Linked DNA regions of Zea mays: region 1 is linked to region 2. Evidence: chromatin contacts called from public Hi-C data. All regions are on one chromosome and are shown on one strand. Each heading gives the region's core, a stretch centred on a gene start, on an enhancer-like site or on the middle of the called end of the contact. The rest is flanking DNA. Distances are from core to core; before and after follow the strand shown.

Evidence for each region. Hi-C and Micro-C count contacts between places; a contact is called where the count stands out from the background.
Region 1: a contact with region 2 is called in a Hi-C map of endosperm, with 1.9 times the contacts expected there. The contact joins the promoter of LOC103646803 here to the promoter of LOC100192740 in region 2. A contact is called at or near these places in 3 of 25 Hi-C or Micro-C datasets (bundle sheath, ear and endosperm).

The regions. Positions count from the first base shown.
Region 1 is chr2:107,878,469-107,885,177 of Zm-B73-REFERENCE-NAM-5.0, reverse strand. It overlaps LOC103646803 (auxin-induced protein 15A), which reads left to right and starts at 3,450. Exons shown (of 1, transcript XM_008671460.4): 1 at 3,450-5,020. The coding sequence starts at 4,033. The coding sequence ends at 4,428. It overlaps LOC103646802 (WD40 repeat-containing protein HOS15), which reads right to left. Exons shown (of 14, transcript XM_008671459.4): 13 at 5,456-5,530; 14 at 4,841-5,365. The coding sequence ends at 5,146.
Region 2 is chr2:108,081,318-108,088,819 of Zm-B73-REFERENCE-NAM-5.0, reverse strand. It overlaps LOC100192740, which reads right to left and starts at 4,952. Exons shown (of 6, transcript NM_001137939.2): 1 at 4,739-4,952; 2 at 4,536-4,616; 3 at 4,325-4,453; 4 at 3,626-3,688; 5 at 2,661-2,785; 6 at 1,244-1,690. The coding sequence starts at 4,852. The coding sequence ends at 1,465.

The DNA.
Region 1 (6,709 bases), core at 2,201-4,700, 200 kb after region 2:
GAGGAGGGGGCTATGAGATTAGGGTATCGGAGAAGAAGATTACATACCATAATCTATAAAAAACAAAGAAACATGGAGAAAGACAACATTAGGACTCACTGAAGAAGACAACTCTCGCTATAGTTTTTGGTTTTTTGATGATTAATTACAAACCAGAGATCCAATCGATGAACTGAAAGCACAATGACGAAGCTCTCGACGAACCAGTCGCAGCGTTGTCCTGGGTCACCTCGGAAGATGAACGGACAAGAAGAAATTTCCCATCGGAGTTAGGAGGAATTCAAACTTTGGTGAGCGATTGATGGCAAGGGCGGACCCATCCCAAAAACTAAGTGGGGCCTAAATAAAGGGCTACTAACAAATGGACCTTTGTAACAACACTAAATGGAATAAAAAGTCCACTAAACCAAAAAATTTTGAGTGGGGCTTGTGCCCCCACTGGCCTCAACGTTGGCTCTCCCCTGATTGATGGAGCAATAGATTGAATCTTTCAAAATCGCTTTATGTTCTAGGATGGGCTCATCGAGGGGAAGGCATGCATATATTTATATGGTTGATTTGAGTTTATCCAATATATATATAAATACAAATATTAAAGATTTTATATTTTCGGAAAATACAAAAATTCATATTTAATGCCAAAAAATGTTCAAATGATTCCAAAAATATGGAAACATTTCTAGAAATGATTTGGAACCCGATGAACTCAAATAAAATAGTTGGAGTCTATAAAAATCTTTTTAGGTGCCTCTAATAGATAGATTTTGCTTTTGGAAAAGAGAAAATACTCGGAAAATTTTGAAAATTACCAAGACTTCTATGGAGTATATTAACATATTTCAAAAAAGTTTGCACTTCAAAACATTATGCAACGACATGAATGCAAAATGCAAGTTCTGCCTTATAATTCGTTTTAGTTTATTTATAATACAATACAATATATAAAACCATGTTGAGTGTGTCTAAATCACTCGATCCTTATCAAAGTAAATAAAAATTTGATGGTTCAAAAATTAGGATGTTACATCGGCCACCCCCCGTAAAGGGTCATGGAACCGATCGACTAATCCGGCGAGTAACGCCGATACACCGGTTCTAGATTTTGATTTTGAAAAAATATTGTAAATTTCAAAAACTTTTGACGTCAATTTTTCTATAAATACTACGTATTATTTGGAAGACTTTCTGGTGAAATCAAATGTCAAAATACAAAACATATTTTTAAAACTAAAAATCATGGCAGTTTTGGGAAGTACAAAAAAACTGATATATAGGCTAGGATTACAAATTAGCCGCTCCCCAAAGCCGATAAATCGATGTGTTTTATATATCGGCTAGGTTGCTAATTAGCCGGCAACCAAGTAGGAGTTAGGGTTTGGGGAATTTTTTTCTCCTTTTCACTAGAAATCTTTTCAAATTACCACTGCTACATGCAATATAGGATAACAATACTTGTAGTAATAGGTCATGTTATTTCTATTTTCAGGAATGTCGGATTGAATTGATTCGGTTTGAGAACACGGGGACAACATATATCCTAGATTCAGGTGCAAATATCGCAAGAGACAATGGATAACAAATGTAGAAAATCATGAACGTGGTGATAGAAATTAGTCCAGAACATGTGGTTTAGATTATCACTGATAATGAAGCAAAATACAAAAATACATATCATATGGTAGTCACGAAGCATCCTTCTATTATGTGGTAGCCGTGTGTGGCTCATACCATAAATTTGATGTTGAGGATATTAGAATTTTCCTGAGCATGATATTGTGATTCAAAGTGCTAGGCGGATATCATGGTTTCTTTATAATCATAACAATTTACATTCCATGATGGAGGCAATCGGTGGGGTATTTGGTGGAATGCCACCAGATTTGGAACAAATTACGCATTCTTAGAGAGTTTTCTTCACCGGAAGGAAAAGTTCATCCATGTAATAGATGGATTCTTATGGATTCTTACAGAGAAAGTTCAGCAACATGCCAAATGGAAAGTACACATATGAAACCCTTACGAGCTTGACATGGTTGGACCAAATGAAATATATGGGCATATAGCCCTTGGAACATTTTTTCCAAATACAAGAGACATCTAAGAGACTGCATGATACAACCCTGAGCTCCTAGATAATAAATACAGTCAAGATATAATATATAGAGAGTCTTGTAGAGACTGACTCTTCGTGAAGAGCTCGTCTCTTTATTTTTTCACTTAGCCCTCTAGATACCCCTCAAGAGAACCCTCATTTAATTGGGTTGGACATACCCTAAGGTTGATGCAATAGAGCTATTATTTGGTTGTGTTCGTTTCGCTAACCAAAACATGATGGGAACACTTAGTATTGTTTTTAATGTTGATATCATGAATCACTACTAACTACATCTTCCACGACTGCTGCTTTTGGTTTTCAATGTATTTGAACTTCTAAATGTTATTGGACTTATGATAACATTTAGGCCATATCTTTTGTTCAAATTTTAGGACCTCAATGTGCTTTATTTGCCAAAAAAACAAGTGGTTAGATTTTTGCACCGGTGTTGTCCGTTTATCAGTTCACTATGGACCGATTAATCGATGTCGATTTGTTTCAATTCAAAAACTAGTTTGAATTTGAATTTGGCCAGTTTCTACTGATTTATCGCAATTAATGGGATGTCGGTCCTGGCCTACAAAATTTATGTTTTATTAGGCTAATAAACATTGGTTATTGCATGAATCTTTTAGTAATTAGTATGTGCTTTTAGTGTATTTTTTGTGAGAATTAACATACATTGATGAAAATTAGCTAATTTTCGTGAATCTTAGACGGAAACGTTCATGATGGTGTTGTATAGGGCTGGAAAAAAAACTCGAGCTCGACGAGCTGGCTCGGGCTCGCAGCAGCTCTGCTCGGCTCGACGCTTAGAACGAGTCTGAGCCGAGTCTGTTTTTGTGGCTCGTGAAAAGAACGAGTCAGCTCGGCTCGGCTCGCTGCAGCTCGTGTTGTGGGTGGACGATCCTATATTGGATAAACTAATTCCTGTACAGCTAACCGAGTCGATCCTATGTTGGATATGCCAGCCTAGTGCACCCACACGCCACACATACATATTGAAACCTTTATTAATTATTATTGTTCTACTCCTGAGCTAGCTTGCTTATTTGCATTCAGAGTCGCCTCTGATGACCTGATTATTACCAGCTCCGCGTCCACGCGTCGTAACAGCAATAATGGTACATGCATGCATGCATGTGCATGGATAGTCGTGTGATGATTCCAGAGTGAATGAACTAATTAATCAAGCTTCTTGCATCATGCATGTGACAACGCTGACAGTTGATCGTTTGAGACATGATGCATGTTTGTTTCTTGTACGTACAGCAGGTAAAGTCCATCACGAATCACGACGTATATGTCTAGCAGGTTAGTTCACACAGTAGGAAAAAAAAATAACTCCGTACATCGTGATCATGAATGACGCACTACCGTACCCTCTCTGTCCATTTCTTCGTTCAGATTCAGACCATTGATTCTGTCCTCTTCCGGCCGCTGCATCGTACAATGGCGATAAATTTTATGCCCCAAGGATTCTATCTATCTCTCTTCATTCCTCTTGAATGTGGGGCCGGCCTGTTAGTTGATGCATTTTTTTAACCTGCATACTATATATTGCGTATTCTAGGTAACATCGATGGATTGATCGGAGAAACAGCCCTAGCTAGGTGTTATGTTACAGCTATTTGATTCGGAGTTCCTGAAGAAGAAGAAAAGGCCATGTACATTCAAGGCTAGCTACAGCTAGCTGTAGGAACAAGAGGGAAGCACTAAACAACAATATAAAGAGGAGATCGAGGAACCCATTCTCTCATCCCATTCCCATCTATCTTTTCTCCGTTCCATCTTCTTCTCCTGCTACCTAGTCTTCGGCTGCGAGCCGGCCGGCCGGCGCCAAGAACTCGAAGACAACCAGGAATTCCTCTGCCGGGTACAAGAAGACACGTTGTTATTGCATCGCATCGACCGAGAAAGCTAGTGTGGCGGTCGTGATGATGGCCATGGGGTACTTCCGGGCGCCGAGGCGGCTGTACGGGAGGAAGCCGGCGGAGAGGGAGCACCGGGCCCTGCTGGTGGACGAGGACGACCAAGGCGAGGCGGCGGCGGCGGCGGGCGCGGTGCCCAAGGGCTACTTCGCCGTGTACGTGGGCGCGGAGTCCCGGCGGTTCGTGGTCCGCACCAGCTACCTCAGCCACCCGGCGTTCCGGGAGCTCATGGAGCGCGCCGCGGAGGAGTTCGGCTTCGCGCAGGCCGGCGGCCTCCGCATCCCCTGCCGCGAGGAGGACTTCCAGGCCACCGTCGCCGCGCTCGAGCAGTCCAGGCGTCGCGGCGGCAGGGCTCGGGGGTCGCCGGCGGCCGGACCGACGCGGTGGGCGCGTGCCAGCTAGCGTATACCTCTCATTATCTTTGGCACGCAGCGAGATCGTCGTGTGCGTTCTTCAGATTTGCAGATGCAGGCATACATGTATCGATCGAGCTGTGTAGATAGCTAGACGACTTAGTACGGTGAAGTAGTGGTGTTCGTTTTCGTACAAATTCTTTTGTAAACTGACGTATGATGAAGATGATAAAGGAAGATTCGATCAGAATGTTTCATGCATGCATCCATGGATGCCTTGTAGTACTAGTTGGTGCTGGCCTGGGAATAAGCATGACACCGGAGCCTCAAGATTGTGCATCTACATGCATGTGCTGCAAACGCGGTTCACTGGTATTCAGGAGTATTATATACTGTCTCATCTCAGCTAGTGTGCTCTAGCCATGTGCGACACTTCTTTTTCTCTACAACTCTCTTCCAAGTGTCAATAATGGAAATTTGTATTTCTCGACTATATAAAACGATGGAATACTTAAGAGTTTAAATATGGTAAGATTGCATTCAGAAATTAGGAGGATTGCCACCAAAACATTTCCATGCTACTAACGCATCGCTACAGTATAACCTAGGAAAAAAGAACTGTACATGGGCAAAAAAAAAAACCACCACCTAAGATCTGCATTCTGCTAACAATTCCGCTCTCTTCACACGTTTCCATGGGAAGGGCTTGTGATCCAGACTTGTTTTAGGCTTGATCTGCACTACGTCGCTACCCCTACTGGTTGGGCTACATCCGGAAATCCATGACGCAGACGGTGTTGTTGGAGAAACAGGCAGCAATCTTGGTGCCTTCTATGTTCCAGCACACTTCGAATATGCCCCCAGTACCTCTGTAGGTCTTCAGGACCCTGCCTTCTTTCACAGACCAGATGTGTAGGCACTGATCCAGGGACCCACTCGCTAAGTACTCGCCGTCAGGGCTAAATGCAACAGAATACACTGGTTGCCTACAGCCACACATGAGCTCCGTTAACATCGCAAGCAAGCTAGCACAGCAAATTATCAGAATAATTTTGCTTCTCGTGTGGTGTCAATACCTATGACCGGACAAGCTGTACAGAAGGCGTCCCTGCTCAACTTCCCAAAGCTTGATGGTTGAATCAAAAGATGCGCTGCAAAGCGAAACGGAAATAGTCAATCAAAGCTGTGATGCAGTTCTGGTCCTTCGAGGCAAGAAACCAACTCCATAGCTGTACAGTCCAAGTTACACCTATAACAATGGTCTTATCTCTGTTACGTGAACAATCCGTGGCGGCAACATGAGATAATATTCCTGATGCTAAACTGGCCAGAACAAGGTATAGTGCCAAATTCCCCAAACTAAGTGTAACAAGTTTTGTTGCTGTTGACCATTTTCTGTTCTTCCATGATGATTTCTTTCATCTTGAAAGGGATGATTTACGTGTGCCACACACATAAGTATGATACTTTGATTGTATTGAATAATGAGAATCGCTAATAACCAACTACACAAGGAAAACTGATTCACAATGACACTACTGATCATGATACCCATGAGATATTAGATCTCAAAGAACCACAGTGAGTCCAGTATGGGTAGCCAAAGTATACCTTACAAACTTGAAGGGGACTAATTAGAATGACAATTTGCGGTGTATACCATCTACCAAATTTGGCGTAGCCATGGTTATCAGTATCCGATATGTGACGTGTCGTGGTATCGTATAATACTAGGATACTACCCAGGCTAGATGATATGTATCATTCCCTGAGTCGTTTCTTGGGCAAGTATCAAACCAGGATCGTGATACACAACCTAGGATCAGGAGAGTCGTGCTGCGAATGTCAAATGTGATTCCATGTGACTCTACAGGTCTCAGTCAAAATAAATGCTCTTGGATTTGATATCTGATGGTAGAGAATGGAAGAGCTTGATACATACCCTATGAGAGAAAATACATGCTGGTGGTCTGGTCTTTGTTCTGTTTAAAGGTGATTTTTTTTAGTTGTTGTTGTGTTGGGTTTGTAGGGGTGTGTTGTAAGGCCTTTTGACCTTTTCATCTTCTTTCTTAATGCAATGATACGCGTTTTCCTGCATATTCGAGAGAAAAAAAAAATGCATTACTTTACAGCCAACAGCAGCAGCTGGTATCCAGTATCATCATTCTCAAATTCACAGAAATAGATGTCGTTCATACTTTTTGTTTCTTCCATTCTTTTCCCTTCGATTGGATTTGGATCTCTCCATCCTCCTGTATGTGGCTGCCTAATTACTTGATCTACAAACTAGTGGCGGGGGAGGAGCCAGGGGAGTTTATGAAAGGGTTGTG
Region 2 (7,502 bases), core at 3,703-6,202:
AAATTCAATTACGAAGACTTAACCTTCGTAATTATATTCTCATCAACCTTCGTCCAAGGTTCATTATCCTCAAGGGAATAATGCCTCGTGGACGAAGGACGTTAACATTTAACATTTTATGTTGCCTTGTTTTTAATTCATAGCATTTGAGAACAAGTCTCCAACAGTCGGGCTCCCTCCGACCAAGAAACCAATCACGCGGCAAGTGACCGCCACTATAAATCAAGATTTGAGTGTCGATATAACTGGAAGGTCACCAAGACATAAATAGTGTTGACAATGGTTAAGCTAGAGCAAACTTGAGGGTTGTGCAATTGCCTTGTGGGTGCATAGACACCATGTGATGGTGGTGCATATAAGATAAAAATTACTCTTTATAACTAGTTTTCTATTTTTAGGGTGCACCCCCTAAAATATATGTAGCTTTGCCCCTGAGTGTTGGGGCCCTCTCATTCCGATGGTGCTCGAAACATCAACTTATTAATTATTCTTTAGTAAGTTTTAAGTGTAGAAGGATGAATGTCGAAGAACACCTTCGGCTGGAGATGGTGTACGATTGTCGTGATCGTGAAGACAAAGCTATGAGCTTCGAATCAGAAGTATACACACATAGCAGGGAGACGGCTGGAGCAAGACGAAGTTCTCAAGACTTGTTCAGCAAGACTGTGAAGGGAAATGACAGCAGTGCTTTTAGTTAGTCTTATAACTCGTAAGTATAGGCCTGAGAGCATGATTGTAATTTTGAAGTTGTATCTCACAACTATAAATAGAGGAATAGTATCATGCACTAGACACACTTTTAGGCCAGAGGGAATCAAATCGCTTTCCATATGAAGCTATATCTCTCTTACCTTTTTCAAGGAGCCAAAGTATATTTATAATCTTTGTTAAATAATAAAAGAAGGAAATAATATTTTATAAGGTTAATTATGTGCTTCATCTTTATAACATGCACCATTTATCTTTAATGTCTCTGTTAATTCTTTATATCTTCATCATTTAATCAATTTCTCTTTCAAAAAATTAGATTAAGGGATAAAGATAAAGTTTGATTTAACTGTGTTACCTTATTTTTTATATTCCGAAAGAATAAAAAACGAGTGGCCAACAAATAGCTCTGGCCCCGATGATTGAAGATTACAAGGGCAAACAAGCCAAATCGCTCAAGCTCTGACCTGGAAGTAAAATATGAACCGAAGCTCAAATCGTAATTCGTAAGAGAAATTAGCAAAACACTGCAAAAAAGGACAAAATAAAAGGCAGCTGGGTTTCAATCGTACAATTCAACAAGCAACCAAATATTTAGGCCGCTTCTTCAAAATAATTTAAGACTTCTGAGGTTATAGCATTCCATAGGAGACGAATTTCATATCCCTGTCAAGTTACGGAGGAATGTGCTAGGCAAACATTGCAGGTTTACATATGGTCAATTGACAGGCGACGTTAAACCCAAGCAGCAGCAAGTTACACAACTCGGCGCAGCTCTCCTGTGATGAGCGCAAACTTACGATGCTGTGACAGAATGGATGCCACCATCGTGTCTTTCACTTCCAGGTTGGTGAGATCGTCAGTATCTTTCACCTTCAGGTTGGTGAGATCGTCAAGGAAAGACATGTTCTCCTTGGCTCCACTGAGGACAGCTTGAAAGATTTGTAGTGGGTCCCCATGGCTGACAATAAGAATTGCAGAGCTGCAAGGAACAAAGCACAAAAGTCAGCTTCAGCAAGACAGATCCAAGCATGACTTAACAAGTCAGCGCCAACTATGTGAACAGTGGGTAGCTTTGCTATAGTAAAAAGTATGAATCTTAAATATCTTCTAAATGAACAGACATTGTTACAATGTTGACACTCCAGAATCCTGGTAGATTGATAGCTAGACAAGGAAACTCTACAAACTAAGCATACACACGCTACATGATAATATGAATGTCACTACAAAGTCACGTCTGAATATTAGCAATTTAGCGTTATGCTAGTTTGTGAATTTACCATATTCTCTGTAGTTATTCATCTTCATATACCATATTGACTCCTGTTGGAGAGCTGTTAGTGTTATGAGAAACAATTGGTGCCTATCTCTTTTTCCTACTTCCACAGAGTTATTGGTCATCTGAGATGAGCTAAACTAAAACATTTGTGTGGCCATTAAGATCAGAAATCTGTTTAACTAGTAATTTAAGGTCATCAAATAAGGTTCCTATTATAATCGAAGTAACCCTAGGCAATATCATATGCAGCAGACAGCTTACTCAACTACAATTTAATCACTAGATGTAACCAATCCCAGTCAATTTGTGATGGCATTCTGATTTTTAGTCACATATTTATTGTTGGCCAAGAACACAAATGATTGGGTGTAGAATTATTACTAGCAGGATACCATAGCCTTGTTAACAGATGTGTAGTCTATTTATGGATGACATTAGGTTCAAATTTCACAAATGTGTTCAATAATCCATCTTATATTTGGTCATGCAAAGATTCTTTTCCAATAGGTCATATGGGTTTCTATCAACTGCAATCCTTTATTCCTCACATTCTGCTGAACAACTTTTAGTAAATTACATCATTTTGATAGTAGTTTCATTAAAATGGCATGTCGTAGAACGTGAAAACAAAAGATAAGAATTGAATCTGCCAATACATAAGAATACATACCCATGAAACTGTGTCTCTGCAGATAACAGCACAGCTGAAAATCTACTAGCAACATCTGCGACGCTCTCGCCACCTTCAGGAGCCATACAGGGATGTGCTTCATCTACTGACCATATGTCTGCATACTACTTAATAATATCAGATTCAGTAACGGAAAGAAACATAAAAAATGAAACTTATAGTGGTACACAAAAAATAACAACTACACTATCAATTACTATGATAACTGAATTATAGATATCTGAGTAAGAGCTGTGGTTCAACTTGGACTCTATCACTAGACCTGTTAAATCATAATAAAACCATCAGTGGATCAGTGCTGTTGGTGTGGGAGAAAAAAGTTTCCAAACCAGAGTAAAAAAACTTATCTTACGAAGTCTGAAAAAAAAACATATACGACTTCCAACACAACACATGTGCCATGCGAATGGGCCAGGGTGGCGCAGCCCAAGCTGGTCCATCTGACCAAGAGGCAGTAGAGGACAGCCACGGAGGCAGCTGCCCTGGCTAAGCACAACACAGGGGGTGCACACCCTATGAGCAGCGGCTCCAACTTGCCTTGGTGTCAACTAGACCCAGAGTTTGTCCAAATCCAGAGTTTGTCCAAATGTTTCTGCATCGGAACTATCTACGCAGGGGCAAAGATAATTCCGATGCTAAAACAGCTGGACAAACTGTGGGTTCAGATATAACCTTGTTCTGTATCCGTGACTGACAAAGTTGAAAGGATAAATACAAGGATGATGGATGTCTATAAAGACATTTTTATGTCTGACAAAGCGGAGGTTGCTAGAAGGACTAAGATTTCTTAGATTATAGATGAAAATGCATCACTTAGATTTCACCAACCAATTCATTTTATAGAATTGAACATGTATCAAATACCTCAGTAGATGCTCATATGACAAGAATGTCATTTCATTTCTACTGAAACAATATAACTGAAACCTAAGAAGGAAACCCACCTTATCATGTGAAAGTAACTCATATGATGGCCCAAAGTAGCGCTCACGAAGTCCCAGCACCGCCTGCAAAAGTCCTTCTATGAGCCAACCTGATCATAAAATTATGTGAGATCTGATTTGAAAATATTTGGCTGCAATATATTGACTTCTAATAGCAGCACTAGAAATGTAAAAGAGGACTGATCAAACATTTACCACTATGCTATGACCTTATAACACTAAAGCAAATTACATCCATTCTGATATACCCAGGTAATGTTTAGGCTGCCTTAGAAATCATAAATCAGAACAGGATAATTGAAAAAGGTACTTTGATGCTTTCATATGTACCATGGTACCAGTTTTCATGTCTTGTTTGCTTTTTACAGGTACAGTAACATTGCAACCTAGTTCTGCAAATGACAATAAAGAGAAAAGAAAATAGAAAGGCAAATTCCATGTTTGCTCAAATATTATGTTACAGATATAGAAGGTGGCATGGCTTAATCGTCCTAGATTCCATAATCATTATGCCCAATTGATCTTAAACCTATATCACCAATCATCCGTATACAAGATTCCATTCCAACTCAGGACAAAATGTGCTAGATTCGTATTGAAACAAACGCCTGCCTACCCATACACGTTACCATCAAAGGCAGACACAGAAAATTTGCGTGCACTGCTAAATTGGCTTATCCAGGCTGAAGCCTAACTCACTTCGCAACTAGGAGCTTCAAAGGGGATGCCGAGCACACCGGCGACCACTCTAGCCGTCTCGGTGGTCCGTGAGAACGGCGAGTAACGAATCTTGACGGAACCCACCGGCACACCAATCTCGTCAAGCTCCTGCACACGCAAAACGAAAAATACACGGGCCAGATTCACTACCGCACATAGAATCCACAGCAGTGGGGCAACGATCCGGTACCTTCCGGAACTTTTCGCCGGCCGCGCGCGCCTGCTCGACCCCCTGCGGGGCCAGCCCGAACTCCGGCTTCGTGCCGTTCTCCTGCCGTCGACAGACCAGGATAGCATCGGTTGGAGAGAATTAGGTTGGGACTTGGGGTAGGCGATGCTTGGAGCGCGAAGCCGAAGGAAAAAAGAGCGCTCTTGGGACGGGGAGGTTCGCACCAGAGATGAGACGATGAGACCGCGCTCGTTGGGGACGCTGCGGCCGTGGCGGAGGACCCAATACTTGTTCCGTAGGACGGCTGGAGACGACGAGCTGCCGCTCGCATCCTCCATGTCCTTGGCAAACCGGCACCCAATCGGCCGTCCCGAAGCAGGCGAGCAGCAGTAGCTGGAGCCCAGCGCTTCAGCCGCTCGATTTGGGATTAGGGTGCTCAGTTTGTCACGGAAAGAATTTCGTTCCGTTATTCTTGAGAACACTAGGTGATGCTCGTGCGTGCGTTGCTACGGAGTGAACATATTACGATAAGATATATTAAAATTCAAAATACTAATTACTATTTTATGTTCTTATTAACATCTTTTAAAAGTTAAGATATTTTATATACCTTAAAATCCCTACACATCAAACAAATCTATCATGTGCAGTAAAATGCAATAGAGAAGCATGCAGATACTTTCAGTTTTCAAGCAACTAATGCAAAACCAGAGAAACATTACCAGCTCTAGACAATAAAAACCATGGATTTAGGTGATCATTGTAAATTTAATGCTGATGCTTTATTAGATCTGACCCAAAAAGTACAAATGAAGATGATGATCAAAATGGCAACTCTTCAAATATGCTAATATTTGCCAGTGTACACCAAAGAATTCAAAAGAGCAAAATGTTTCTGCCACGAGAACTGCTTTACTTTTACAAAAACCAAAACCACATAAACTGAAAAAATAAATTTCCTCTCAATATTTTGATTTTAGAAGCACTTTGAGTTTTACAGAAGTACTTCACGGTGCAAGTTCAACCTATAAGCCATGTAGTCCAGTCCCTCATCCCTGAATATGAGAAGAAAAACACCGAAACCCTGATTTTGTGTAATCAGGTCACTCTACGGTATAACACTTTAGTTCACTCCCCTAAAGGATTATTTCATCTAACCCACTGTAAGAAATCACATAAATGTCAAGCATTTAATTACTTCTCTCGACTACTACCCAACAAAGACTTTCAACATTTCATTTTATCAAAGACAGCATGAAAATATTTCTACCTAGTCAATCATTGCAATGTGACTGAATACTCCAAATGTGCCTAACTTAGCACCTTTTTAAGAAACAAAATCGATGCTACTTAAACAGAAAAGAGTTCGCTGGCTGATGGCCAATGTGGTTAGCAAAATTTATACCTTGCAAATGCCGCGAGGGCACAACTGGTGATGGCCAGGGAGATGGCGCGGCGGCTCAGCTGGGAGATGGTTGCGAGCAGAGAGCTATCGTGAAGAAATATCTGCATCCATCAGTCAGCAAACATATATAGGTAAAAAACACTAAAGCACTGACCCCTTGGATCTCGCCAGGGAAAGGGCGGATTTCGGGATGGAATGGATCGCGTAAGGAATGGAGGGCGTCGATCTCGGCCTCGAAGATGGAAGGGGATCTCCGAGGGACATGGCGCAGATGTCGTCCATCACGCAAGGGAAGGGGCGCCGATGGTGGTCCTCGCAGTGTAAGTAAGGGACACGGCGCAACCCCTTGGATCTCAAGGATTCTACATTCCCATTGATGCTAAGATATGGCAGAATAAAATGGTTAACAATTTCCTAGGCTCTCATGGCCCTACAGATTCTAGTCCACAGCAAAGCGTCAACATGACAAAGATCAGACCATAAACAGCAGGGCCATATAGTAATTGACTGGAATAATGCTGACAACATACTATTAAATTCACCAAATATTTGTTTGCTCATCCAAAAAGTAATTCATGTAAGTTCATGCTACAAAATAGGTAAATACTAATTTCATGGTTAACACTTGAACAAAAACTACCGTTGAAACAAGATGATCCAATAATAGTGAATATAATATATGTATGGAGTTGCATACTCCACAAAGGAAGAATTCAGCGTGGAAAAGAGAAGCAAGCCTTGCAGAGGTGGTATCTGAAACTTACGAAGAAAATTTTAACGGCTTTGTGATAACATTTTGGTGCCCTTCCCCTTCTTGAGGACACACCTCGCTCAAGCTACCAAGACGAACATCAAATTTATCATCAAGAAGGATGCTGCTGGCTTGCACATCCCTGTAGTAGAGAACCAACAAATTTAGTCAACAACAATCCTTCATATTGCATCTAATTTACTGGCCATGGAAGGAAACATCTATGCAGCCAGAACCCTTCGTGTTGACATAAAAAAAACTGACAAAACGACAAAACAATCAGAATCGATTGTGATCTACTATTCTACTATGTGCCTCAATTGATAACAACACAAGGAAAAAACTTCCCAGTGAAATTAGGGTGACAAAGAACTTCCTGTTATTTTGTATGGCAAAATAGGTGAATGTTTAAATGATATAGGCCAGGAGAAACATCTCAGCAAGAATATTAAATGAAATAACAACAGCGTTCACATTGAATTTCCAATACCCAGATAATGCATGGAACATGTCGCATCAAGCACGGGATACTAAATTTCTGAGTCAGCAATTGCTAGCACACATTAGCGTATGTTCAACGTATTCCTAGTCTATGGGGAAAGCTTATTGCAATAGCTGCTGAAACCTACATTACCACAACGAAAAAAATCAATTATCAGAGCACCCACAGTGACTGACAACTACTAAACCCCATGTAATGATAAAGATTGAATTTCTACGAGAAATCTAAAACTCTGTTGTCTTACACTTTTTTTTGCTAACAGATACACATCAAACAAATATAACATCCACAAAACTATATGAGTTAGTACTTGTGAACCATTGGTGGAGA